Linked DNA regions of Mus musculus: region 1 is linked to region 2. Evidence: chromatin contacts called from public HiChIP or PLAC-seq data. All regions are on one chromosome and are shown on one strand. Each heading gives the region's core, a stretch centred on a gene start, on an enhancer-like site or on the middle of the called end of the contact. The rest is flanking DNA. Distances are from core to core; before and after follow the strand shown. Region 1 has its middle 4.1 kb from the start of Gm20098. Region 2 holds the start of Satb1 (special AT-rich sequence binding protein 1).

Region 1 (5,306 bases), core at 216-2,715, 47 kb before region 2:
TCAGTTACTTTAAAAGACCAGTCTTTTGGTTTTGAGAGTCTGGTTATCACTGTCTCTATTAAAATTTAAATATTACTTTTAAAAGTGTGCGTTGGACCTCTGTGCCTTCGAAGGTCAAGTTCAGCCTCTCTTGGAGACAAAGGGAGCCCATTACCATTACAGCCTGCGTTTCCTTCCCTCTTTGTTCATTCTAAAGCAGTGCGCTGTGACCGAAGGCAGGAAGGAGCCACAGCACACACACTGCGGCCGTCCAGCCTCACAGTGGATAGTGCACCCCTGAGTGTGGAATTTGCGTACCCCTCATTGGGAATCCTTGATCCATCTAAAGAACCATCAACTGTTTTGTTTTCAGAACAATACTGGAAAGAACCTATAAAATATTAGATTTTTTTTAGTTTTTGACTTTGAGCTCACCTATGGAAGGAGGTCTTAGTCAGGGTTTCTATTCCTGTGCAACATCATGACCAAGAAGCAAGTTGGGGAGGAAAGGGTTTATTCGGCTTACACTTCCATAGTGCTGTATGTACTAGACACCTCCCTACCCCTGTAAAAATCACCCTGCACCTTTTCTAACACTGCTGCTCTTTCTGCCACAACTTTTAAGACCACGAAGTGATCCAAACGCTTAAAACCCCTGTTCCTTTTTTAAGAAGCATGTGGGCTGCAGCAACTGGGGATGATCCATTCCCTTCGAAGAAAGTGATCCCCCGAGAAAAAGGGCAAGAATGGGGATTTACGAATGGTTTTCTTGTGTAAACATTGCCACACGACGTACCTCCGTGAAGGCAGTACTAACTATTGGTGTTCACAGGCATGTAAAAAAGTTTAAGGCTGCTACAATGCTAAAGGAAAAAAAAGAAAGAGTATAGCTGTGGAGATCAAAGACGATCAAACAATGAGAACCTCTGGCGTCTTAACAGTTATCAAAGGAAATCACACAGCTCTTGGAGCAGACAATGCTACTACTTCATTAGAAACGCACAACAGACAGTGTGTGTGGGGGGGAGGAACAGAGAGACACACAGAGACATAGGACAACAAAACATTAGTTTCTCCTCATATTTAACCCAGCATCTTTTCAAACATGTAATGACCTGCTTATTTTGCTGAGCGGAAAAAAAAAAAAAAATCACAGAACTCTTAAACTAAAAACTTCATTTCTGGGACCTTACCTAGCCGTCACCTTTTTTTTTTTTTTTTTTTTACATTCCCAAACTCAATTATAAAAAGTCCCACATTAACCATGTCTATTCAGTTCACACCCAGCACAACTTAGCCTGATATAATCAGGTCTATCAAAATACTAAATCGGTAGTTTCAGGTGGCTTACCACATTAGAGTCTTTTTCGGGACAAAAGAGGCATATGGAAATTTACAAAAGTCCACGGTGAGGTTGATGATATATTTACTGGAAACCCTAGCCCATCTGGGGTATATAGGTGTGTCAGATTTGAAGTTCAAAGACAGCTAGCTGTGTGGGGAGAACGAATTGAAATGGAACTACCCTTGAATCCACCCAAGGCTGTGCAGAAAACTCTACCACCTTCTCCAAACCTGCTGCAAGGATCTAAGGAGGAGCCAGTGGCTACTGTTGAGCCTCTGACCAAGGAGCTGGGCACACATGTGGCTGGTAGCTGGACTGCCGAACCTCAGGCTGTGTGATGAGAGGGCCATTGAGAGCCTAGATAATGACTGCAAATTTCTTTAACAGAGGGAGTTTGGGGGGCAGGAAGGCAGGGGGTGTTGTTACAGGAAGGAAGAATGGAGTCAGATAGGAGTAGGGAAATATTCTTCCCAAGAGAGCCTGTAGGCCAGATAACCAGAGACCCAGGCAGAGAGAGGCTAGGTGGGAGGCAGCTACACCTCTGCCAGATGCCACCACATCAAAAGAGGCTCTTGAGAGACCCAGAAGAGGAAACTTTCAACAACCCTCCACAGTGTCAGCAGAGAAAGTGTCAGGTTGACAGTCTGCCCTTGCAAGGACTACACCGTCTTAATCCAGTACCAGACTAACAGGCTTCTTGCGTCCCTCTGCCTCTCCCCTCTGTCCTCTGGGCCTCACAAACAGCCATTGGCAAGATGGGGGAAGAAGGAAAAGTATATAGAGTTTGGAGCTTTAAATGGGGCTTTATAGCCTCCAGATTGGAGACCCTGGCTGTAATGGCCAGGGACCTTTCAGTTCCCTAGCAGGGAGGACAGGAAGAATGCATGAACCTGCCCAAATGTTTAACCAAGGCAAAGAAAGCCACCACCCGAGCAGAGCTGAGGGGACTGTAGGGAAGAAACATAAATTTGTTTATTAAGGACTGCTACTATGCAAGGGTTCTCGTGTACCCAAGCTCTCAAAAATCAAGGATCTCTAAAAGGCAGACAAAGACATCTTTTTTGCTTTCTTTTGTTGTTTTTTTCGAGACAGGGTTTCTCTGTCTGTGTAGCTCTGGCTGTCCTGGAACTCACTTTGTAAACCAGGCTGGCCTTGAACTCAGAAATCTTCCTGCCTCTGCCTCCCGAGTGCTGGGATTAAAGGCGTGCGCCACCACGCCCGGCTCAAAGACATCTTTAAAAGGCATTGTGAAGTGACAAGCAACGAAAACAAACATGAGGGCCGAAACTGAATTCTGAACTTTTAAAGATATTGCTTGAGGACATTAAGAGCTTAGGATAGGTATAACCCAGACTTGTTCCTGTTCTCGGTGTTGTTGGTCAAGGAAAAAAAAAACAAAAACAAAAAACTACAGGGCCAAACATCTGTCTATAATCTTATTACTTGGGAGGCAGAGGTTTATATTTCTAGCTTCACCTTGATTTCAAGGTGAAATTGAGCTACATAGTGAGTTCTGGGCCAGTCTGGGATACACAAGGAGATCTTGTTGCAGCACACAAAACAAAATACAGACAATAAAACTCAGGACTGAGAAAGATATCACCGTGGGGAAGCTAGTATGGAGAGAGGAGGAGCTAGGAGAGGAAGGTGCTGAAGTTTGAATTACCCAGTCTGTTAGCACTAGTGGGAGCTGGGGACACAGTAGGAAAGAGCTGTTCACCGGGCAGTGGTGGTGCGTGCCTGTAATCCCAGCATTTGGGAGGCAGAGGCAGGTGGATTTCTGAGTTCGAGGCCAGCCTGGTCTACAGAGTGAGTTCCAGGACAGCCAGGACTGCACAGAGAAACCCTGTCCAAAAAAAAAAAAAAAAAAGGAAAGAGCTGTCCGATAGAAATGCAGGGCAAGCCAAATGGGCAGCTTCGAACCTTTCAGTAGCCATATGAAAAAAACAAAGTAAGCCAGGTGTAGTGGCTTATACCTTTGATCATAGCACTCAGGAGGTAGAGGATTGCAGATCTCTGGGACTTCATAGCCAGCCTTAGAATACCTAGTGAGTTCCAGGCCAGTGATTATACACACACACACACATACACACACACACACACATATATATATATATGGAGAGAGACTATTTTTTTAAAAAGTAAGCAGTTTCCTTTTCTGCATCATTATTAATTAATTAATTATTACTTTTTTTTAAGAATAGGAGGAAGGATTACAGCCCATAAGGGGATAGGAACTCCACAGGAACACCAACAGAATCAACTAACCTGGATCCTTAGGGCTCTCAGAAACTAAACCACCAACCAAAAATCATACACAGGCTGGACCTAGGCCTCCCAGCACATATGTGGCAGATGCACTGTTTGGTCTTCGTGTAGGTCCCAAACAGCTGGAAAGGAGACTATCCCCAAAGCTGCTGACTGTCTGTGGGATATGTTCTTTTAGCTGGACTGCTGTGTTTGGTCTCAATGGGAAAGGAAGCATCTCGCCTTGCAGAGACTTGAAGTGCTAAAGTGGGAGGGATACCCACCCAGGGGGGACCCCACCTGCTCAAAGGAAAAGGAGAGAGGGAGAAAGCAGTGGATGGGATGTAAAGTGAATAAGTAGAATAAGTAAAAAAATAAAATAAAAATGAAAAAGTATCAAAGCAAGTTAAACAATTGATTTTATTACTGTTTCTCTTACTCCATTAAATTCAACATATCACATTTCAATGATTATTTGTGATATATTGAATTTTTGACAGTCTTTGAGAGAAGGTATGTATTTTATACTTACAGCATAACTCAATTAGGATACCCCATTCCATCTTGATGTGCATTTCCTAGCATTTATTTACTCTAGCCAAGGATTTTGTAATCATGCTCAAAAGATTTCCATCCACCCTCAGAATAAGGGGTTTTGCTCTGTTTGCTTTTGAGACACGGTAGCATTGGCTGACTTAGAACTCAGTGATCCACCTACCTTACTTCCCAGTGGTGAGATTAAAGGTATGCACTATCTTGCCGAGCAGGATTATTTTATAATGTTGAATTAATTGAAATCAAGTAGGATTGAAAGTGCCATCTCTCAGGCACACCTGTCTTTTCTTATGTGCCCAGTATGTCAGTAGCTACTGTCCCAAGGGAGAACACCTGGGCAGTGGGAAGGTGGGGTAATTACCCACCATGTGGATCAACTGTGAACCATGCATGACAACTGAGCACACACTGAGCTTGCTTTCATACCATTAGAACAAAGTTTCATGCCGGTGGGCAATGGGCGTGTAGGGTGTGGGTGCTTGGTGAGAGAAGCACTTTGCCTATAGAGGTGAACTCTAAGGGATGTGGTCAGAGGAGGCGGGGCTGACTGGCTGCAGTATGAGACAACCCTTTTAGCCTCTGGGCCGCTTTGCCAAGTCTCATCTACTTGAACAGCTAACGCTAACCTTTTGCCTTCCTGGCACTGATGGTTTGGGGAATGGGGAGGGGCTGCCCAGCATCTCCTTTGAAGGCTGCAACAATGTTGCAATTTAAATCCAGTGATTCAGGCGCGCTGCCACATGGACCGTGTACCACTGCTGTCTCTGGTCTTCAGCAGAAGTAGCTAGGTAGCTACGCTCCAACTTGGTCCTGAAGGATGTGGCACATCAGTGTCTCTATGCTGAGTTGAGCTCAAAGTTCAACAGCTGGTTGGTTCTGGTTTTCAGAAGACCAGTTCACTGACAGTTTGATTCTCTTAACTCTTCCCTGAAGCCCCAGATTGACTAAGGCCTATGTCCTAATTGCAGATGGCTGACTCCTCTGGTCACTGGGGCTTAATTGCTTGCCTTGTGGGCGTCCAGATGGCTGATGACTCTGCCCAACCCTACTTTGTCCCTAGGGGCTTGTTGGTCTCAGTTATCTGCTTCTTTCTGGATTGGGTGAGGCTAAGTCCTCGGAATACCAGAGTTTCACCTGCCAGATTAAAATCTCCTATCTTCTCCCTTCTGTCTTGAGTCAC
Region 2 (5,291 bases), core at 682-3,181:
TAAAAAAAAAGTTGAAAAAATTGGAGAATTCTAGGGAAATCAAGGATGGACGAGGGGGCTCTCAGAAAGCTGCCTGAACTATGTCATTTTGCTTCATTTAGAATGACCTCACCAAAAAAACAAAAACAAAAACAAAAAAAAACCAAACCAAACCAAAAAACAAAACACAAACAAAAACTCCCACTGCACCGTCGACGTGTTTGCTACCAAGGCTCAAATCGCTAGTCACCCACCGTGTCAGGCTTGATTCATAGGCAACCGACAGAAGAGGACCTGACAGAGCTTTTAGGAAAAACTGAATTCTCAGCCCACAGTCACTTTCCAGGAACTTGCCTGCAAACAGCTCTGCGCTGGAGGGATGGAACTCCCAGCAATCTCAATCCTGCCACCCTGACTGCCTTCGCTCCACATACAATTATTTATGGGGACTTAATGAGAGAGCAAGCCTTATGTGAAAGAACGCAAGAAAGTGCAGCTGCTAAAAACAGACCCAGGCAGTTCTACAGTCCTTATTTTTACAACTGAGCTTCTGCAATTCCTGCCACGAACCTAACAGCTCCACTCCTTGCCAAACACACAAAGAGAAAAGTAAAAACTGTTTTCGTTCTGCAACCCCCTTAACTTCGAGTAAACAGTAGTAATTTTCTATCGTCACGTTCAATGCAAATTTCCCAAAGGCGACACAACAGGAAACAAAAGACCTGTTAGTTGATAGCTTCCTTAGAGCTGGGGGTTGTGTGGGGAAGGAGTAGCAGGGGAGTGGGTTAAAGTTGATAGAGTCCAATTTCTCCCTAGCTTGGGGGTCCAAGCCTTCAGCTACTTTGACCTTTCAGAGTTCTTTGGAGCTTCACCAGTTGAAAAGGTCCCTGGGCCCAGCCTCCCCTCCTACGAAATCCGCATTTCTTGACCTCTTTGCCCCTGCTTTTGGGTGGGTCAGGGTGGGAGAAGAGACTTGGACAGTGGCTTAAGCATCTCCTTCTGGTTGGGTGCGTCGACCTACAGCTGCCGACAGGAAAATGATACTGATGCAAATAGCTGGGGTTGAGAAGGGGGTCTGCAAGAGGCCCCCTCCTCCTCCATCCACTATGTGTTCCTCAATAGGGGTGCCCAAGAGAAGAGGATAGCAAGAAGAGCCCATCAGTTTGAAGGGAAGGAGGTCCCCTCTAGGAAAGATCTTCTCCATCAAACATTGAAGAGAGGGGAAAACTTGGCCCGCATGCCCCTACTGGGGAGCGACACACCCCACACAAGCTGGCTTGCGGGGCGCGGGGGTTGTGCTCAGGCCTCTCACCTGACTTCCTCCTCCGCTGGCACACACACACACCAATGCCCCGCGCTCTGCACCCCCAAAGCCCAGGCAAACAACGACAAGAGGAAGCGGCGGGCGGCGAGGGTGCGCGGCGGGGGCGGTGCAGGTGAGGGCCGGGGCGGTGGGGCTCCGGGGCTCGCCCACACTTACCCTGGCGGCCGCGGGGTCGCTCTCCCGCAGCGACCCTGCACCCGGGCGGCGCTCAGGGATGTGGCGGCTGCGGTGGCTCGGGCTCGGCTCAGCTCGGGCTCCACTGCGCGCTCTCGGAGCCACCGGCCGCCCAGGATCCTGCCGCCAGGGGGAGAAGCGGCCGCGGGCGCGGGGGAGGCAGGCCGGGCCCGGTCGCTCCCGCTGTGGGGTCCGCAAGCCCCCCACGCGGGCGAGAGGCGAGAGCGCGGCGCCCCAGGCACGCACGGCCCCCGGCCAGCGTCGGGGGGCTCTCGTGGGGGCGCCCCGATCGCCCGCGCCGCGCTCTACACTGCGGGCTCCGAGCGGCTCCCGCGCCCCCTCCCGCGCCCCGCCCCGCCCCCGCCCCTTCCCTTCCCCCTCGGCCCCGCGCGCTCCCCGCTCGCTGCTCGCCGCGCTCTGCCCCCTTTAAACGCCCACTTCGGATGGGGAGAGGAGACAACTTGAAGTCAAGTTGCCATTAACTTCCGCGGCGGCCGCCAGCTCGGCGGCGGGGAGGTGGCAGCAGCTGCAGCCGCCGCCCGGGAAGTCCGCCGCCCGGCGCGCCCGCGCGGGGAGCCGACCCGGCCTCGGCCCGCACCGCTGGCCCGCGCTGTCCCGGTTCCACGCCTGAGTGAGTCCCGCTTCTTTGCTCCCTGCCAGTGCTGCTCCCGCTCTGGGTCTCTTGCCCGGCTCGCCTCCGTTTTCTGCGGATGCGGAACCGATCCAAACTTCTCAGTGGCCCCGGCTGGGGCGACTCTGCGCCCCTCGCGTGCCGGGGTCTTGCTGGCCCTTCTCTCGAGCGCGCTCAGACATTCGGGAGGACTGGGCTGGTGAAGTGAGGGTCATGGCCGGGATGCGGACTTACTTGGCGTCTTTGCCTCTCCCGCACACCTGCCCGGCAGGAGTCCCTCGTTAGACACTTTAGTCCAGGTCGTGGGCATGGCCCGCTTTAGAGGACGAAGGCGGCGTGGGGGGAAGCCCTCGGCGGGCGAGTGGGGAAAAGGGAGCCGCTCAGTGAGCCCCGGTGCGGGGAAGGAGGCGAGGTGCGGGGTGGAGTTGGAAAGGTCGCGCGCCAGATCTGGAGTTCACTTAGCATCCTCTCCCATCTCATCTCCCCCTGTTCTTTCCCGGCCAGCCCTACTTTGCTGGTGGCGAGCGGAGGTGGAGAGGGGCCTGGGAAGTTTGTGGCAACTTCTCTATCCCGAGAGCCACTCGGGCGCTGGGCGCTCAAGTTGGAGCCCAGAGTTTGAGAGCCGAAGAACAGCGCTCGTGCAGCCCACGCCGGCGATCGCGGGTCGGTCCTGGAGGGTGATTCGGGTTTGGGCTTGGGCGGGAAGCCGAGGGAGGTACATGGTGTCTTAGCTGGGACTGTGGCCCCACAGGTGCAGCCCAGGGGGCAACTCCTCATTTCCCTGCGACAGTACACACCCGAGAGCGGCGGCCTTCTACAGTGTTCCTCCATTGCAGAGCTCCCAGGGTGGCCGAACTGGGGTTGGGCAGCTCGAATGCAAGGGACTGAGGGGGCAAGCGGCAGGTCCAGATGGTGACACGTGCGTGTGCTTGGCCCAGCAAAAGGCGCTAAACAGGTCCCTTCTGGGATGATCCCAGAAGACCAAGAGGACAGCAGCTTAGAGCTCAGGGTAGAGGTTTTGACCCTGGCCTCCACCAGGGCCAGGTTTTACTTAACAAGATGTCAACCACAGGCTCATCTCTTAAAATGTCCGGTTGACAACTTTGACCTCTGCACCCTTTCTGGGAGAACTTTCTCTGAGGCATGTAGGATTCCCAGGGTTAAGACGTGGATTTCACTTGTCCATAGGGACCGGAAGACACCCAATTCCCTGGAGAGAACCTTTTCTGCTCCCGATTGATTGGCTGGGGTTCCATGTTTGTATCCTTGGAGGCCAGAGAACCCAACTTTCCCAAGACAGAAGAGGGGAATGAGCAAGAGTCTGGTCTCTTTCTGCCAGAAGTCAGGTTCTGTCCTTAAGCAGTACCTGGATTTTTTACAGTGTTTGTGCCTGGTGACAGAAGCTCAGCCTTCCAAAAACTTTACTTAATTTTACACCTTGTCCAGAGTGGATTTTCTGAAAGAGTGAAATTTTATTTTGTAGTCAGATTCTCCAGATAGGTAGGTAGGTAGGTAGGTAGGTAGATAGATAGATAGATAGATAGATAGATAGATAGATAGATAGATAGATAGATAGATAGATGAGTAAGTTATGCCATACTTTAAATCCAAAGAAAGCAAGGGTTGCGGTGCTGGCTCTATAACCCTTTATGAATCTCCCATGTGGAACTCGGGCTATGACTTAGCAGCGGTTCTTTATTTCTATGGCATATTATTTTTGTAGAACAGTAGTAAGCGCATACACTGCCTGCTCCAGTCTGCTGGCAAACATTAGCATTCAAGCTTACATTTTTGACAAATGTGCAGACAGGAATAGCATGAATAGGCATCTTAAATATTAACAACCCAAGCATCTGTTGTGAAACAAATTTAATATATTTACTCAGTCTTTCTCACATTGTTAGGAAAGGTTATAATAAGTGCTTAATTTCAACTTAACTTAGCAGAAGTAACTGGCGGCATCATTCACTACCTCCCAAGCTCTAACACAGTTACCACGCAGAAATACTTTAATTAACTTGGTTAAGGGCATTGTTAAATAAATACATTTTAAGCAATGTGCATACTATATAACATGCAACAGTAGCGAAATAGTCATCCCGTTTGTATGCATTTTAAATGACCTCATCTTATAAATATACCAAGTATGTTTAGTCTTCATCTCTATTTGACACTTATTAGTTCATTTTTTTCTAATGGAAACAATATTTTAAATGTAGAGTTGTTCAGTCATATGTAATACATAATATGTAAACAGTAGCAATAAAATACAGAGCATTGTTAAATTTGAATATGGCTACATGTAACAAGGTTATGCAAGAGAAATAAAATCACTGCTCAATTTTGTTTTCCTTTCTGAATAATGAATACAGATGATGGATGAAAAAGGAACAAATAGGGATTTCCTCCCTGAAGTAATAGCTTCTTAAAATGTATGCGAGGTAGGGGAGGGAGAACAATGATAAAGACCTAAAGAACTTCCCAAATCCACATAGCTATTTCCAGAATCAATGCATTCCTTACTTTCCCACAAGCTGAAATATGTAATAAATAATAGTTCTTTGTATGTAAAAGTATTCAAAAGGAATGCCTTTTGTTCCCTTGTAATAAATTAATATATTCTTCTTTGGTTGATAATCTACAAAAGTAGTTCCTTGTCTCTTTGGCATTTTCAACAAAAGCAACAACAAAATGAATATTGGTTTATTCTTCAAAGAAGTCTGTTGCCAGCTATATGAACCTGTGACTGAGTAAGATATGATGCTGTTGAGTGATAGCTGAGAAACACCACAGTAAACTAGCAGGGTCTGAAAAATCTAGGAGGGAATCTCAATGCTTTTTTTTTTTCATGTGACAGGTTGTGGGTTGTAAATTAGGCCTAAAAGGTCAGGTGACAGGCACCTGTTCCTCATTATTGTAGAAAGCTTTTGGTTACAAACAGTGTTAAGCTAAACATAACATGGGTATGTAACAGGGATTCTCTAAAGCACTCCAGTAGTTTTTACCTACTCTGTAAATGTCTAAACAGGACATACATAGATAAGCCCTGTGTACAAACACTCCATTTCTTCCCTACATGTTATCTTGTATGATTGCAATTAATATTATGTTAGTACTTGTTACTGATGAAGTACATAAATGAATATGGCTACATCAATCTTCTAATTATGTCTAGATCATTGT

The links. HiChIP or PLAC-seq counts read pairs in DNA pulled down with a chosen protein or histone mark.
Region 1: an H3K27ac HiChIP or PLAC-seq map of CD8 T cells shows a contact between it and region 2, with 22 times the contacts expected there. The contact joins the enhancer-like site here to the promoter of Satb1 in region 2. A contact is called at or near these places in 1 of 15 datasets of contacts at CTCF or cohesin (CD8 T cells), 15 of 484 Hi-C or Micro-C datasets (CD4 T cells, CD8 T cells, Th1 cells and 5 more), 9 of 115 datasets of contacts at active chromatin or transcription factors (CD8 T cells, the SCID.adh cell line, Th2 cells and 4 more) and 3 of 9 other capture datasets (adipose tissue, liver and pancreatic islet).

What each region holds. Positions count from the first base shown.
Region 1 is chr17:51,876,005-51,881,310 of GRCm38.p6, reverse strand. No RefSeq gene overlaps it. Among named protein-coding and RNA genes, the nearest start is that of Gm20098, 4.1 kb to the left of the region's middle. Within about 2 kb of position 1,465, at least 35 of the 459 cell types and tissues checked have an H3K27ac peak or open chromatin away from gene starts, as enhancers often do. A contact at or near this core is called in CD8 T cells, the SCID.adh cell line, Th1 cells and 5 more, where this site is marked.
Region 2 is chr17:51,829,287-51,834,577 of GRCm38.p6, reverse strand. It overlaps Satb1 (special AT-rich sequence binding protein 1), which reads left to right and starts at 1,931. Exons shown (of 11, transcript NM_009122.2): 1 at 1,931-2,108.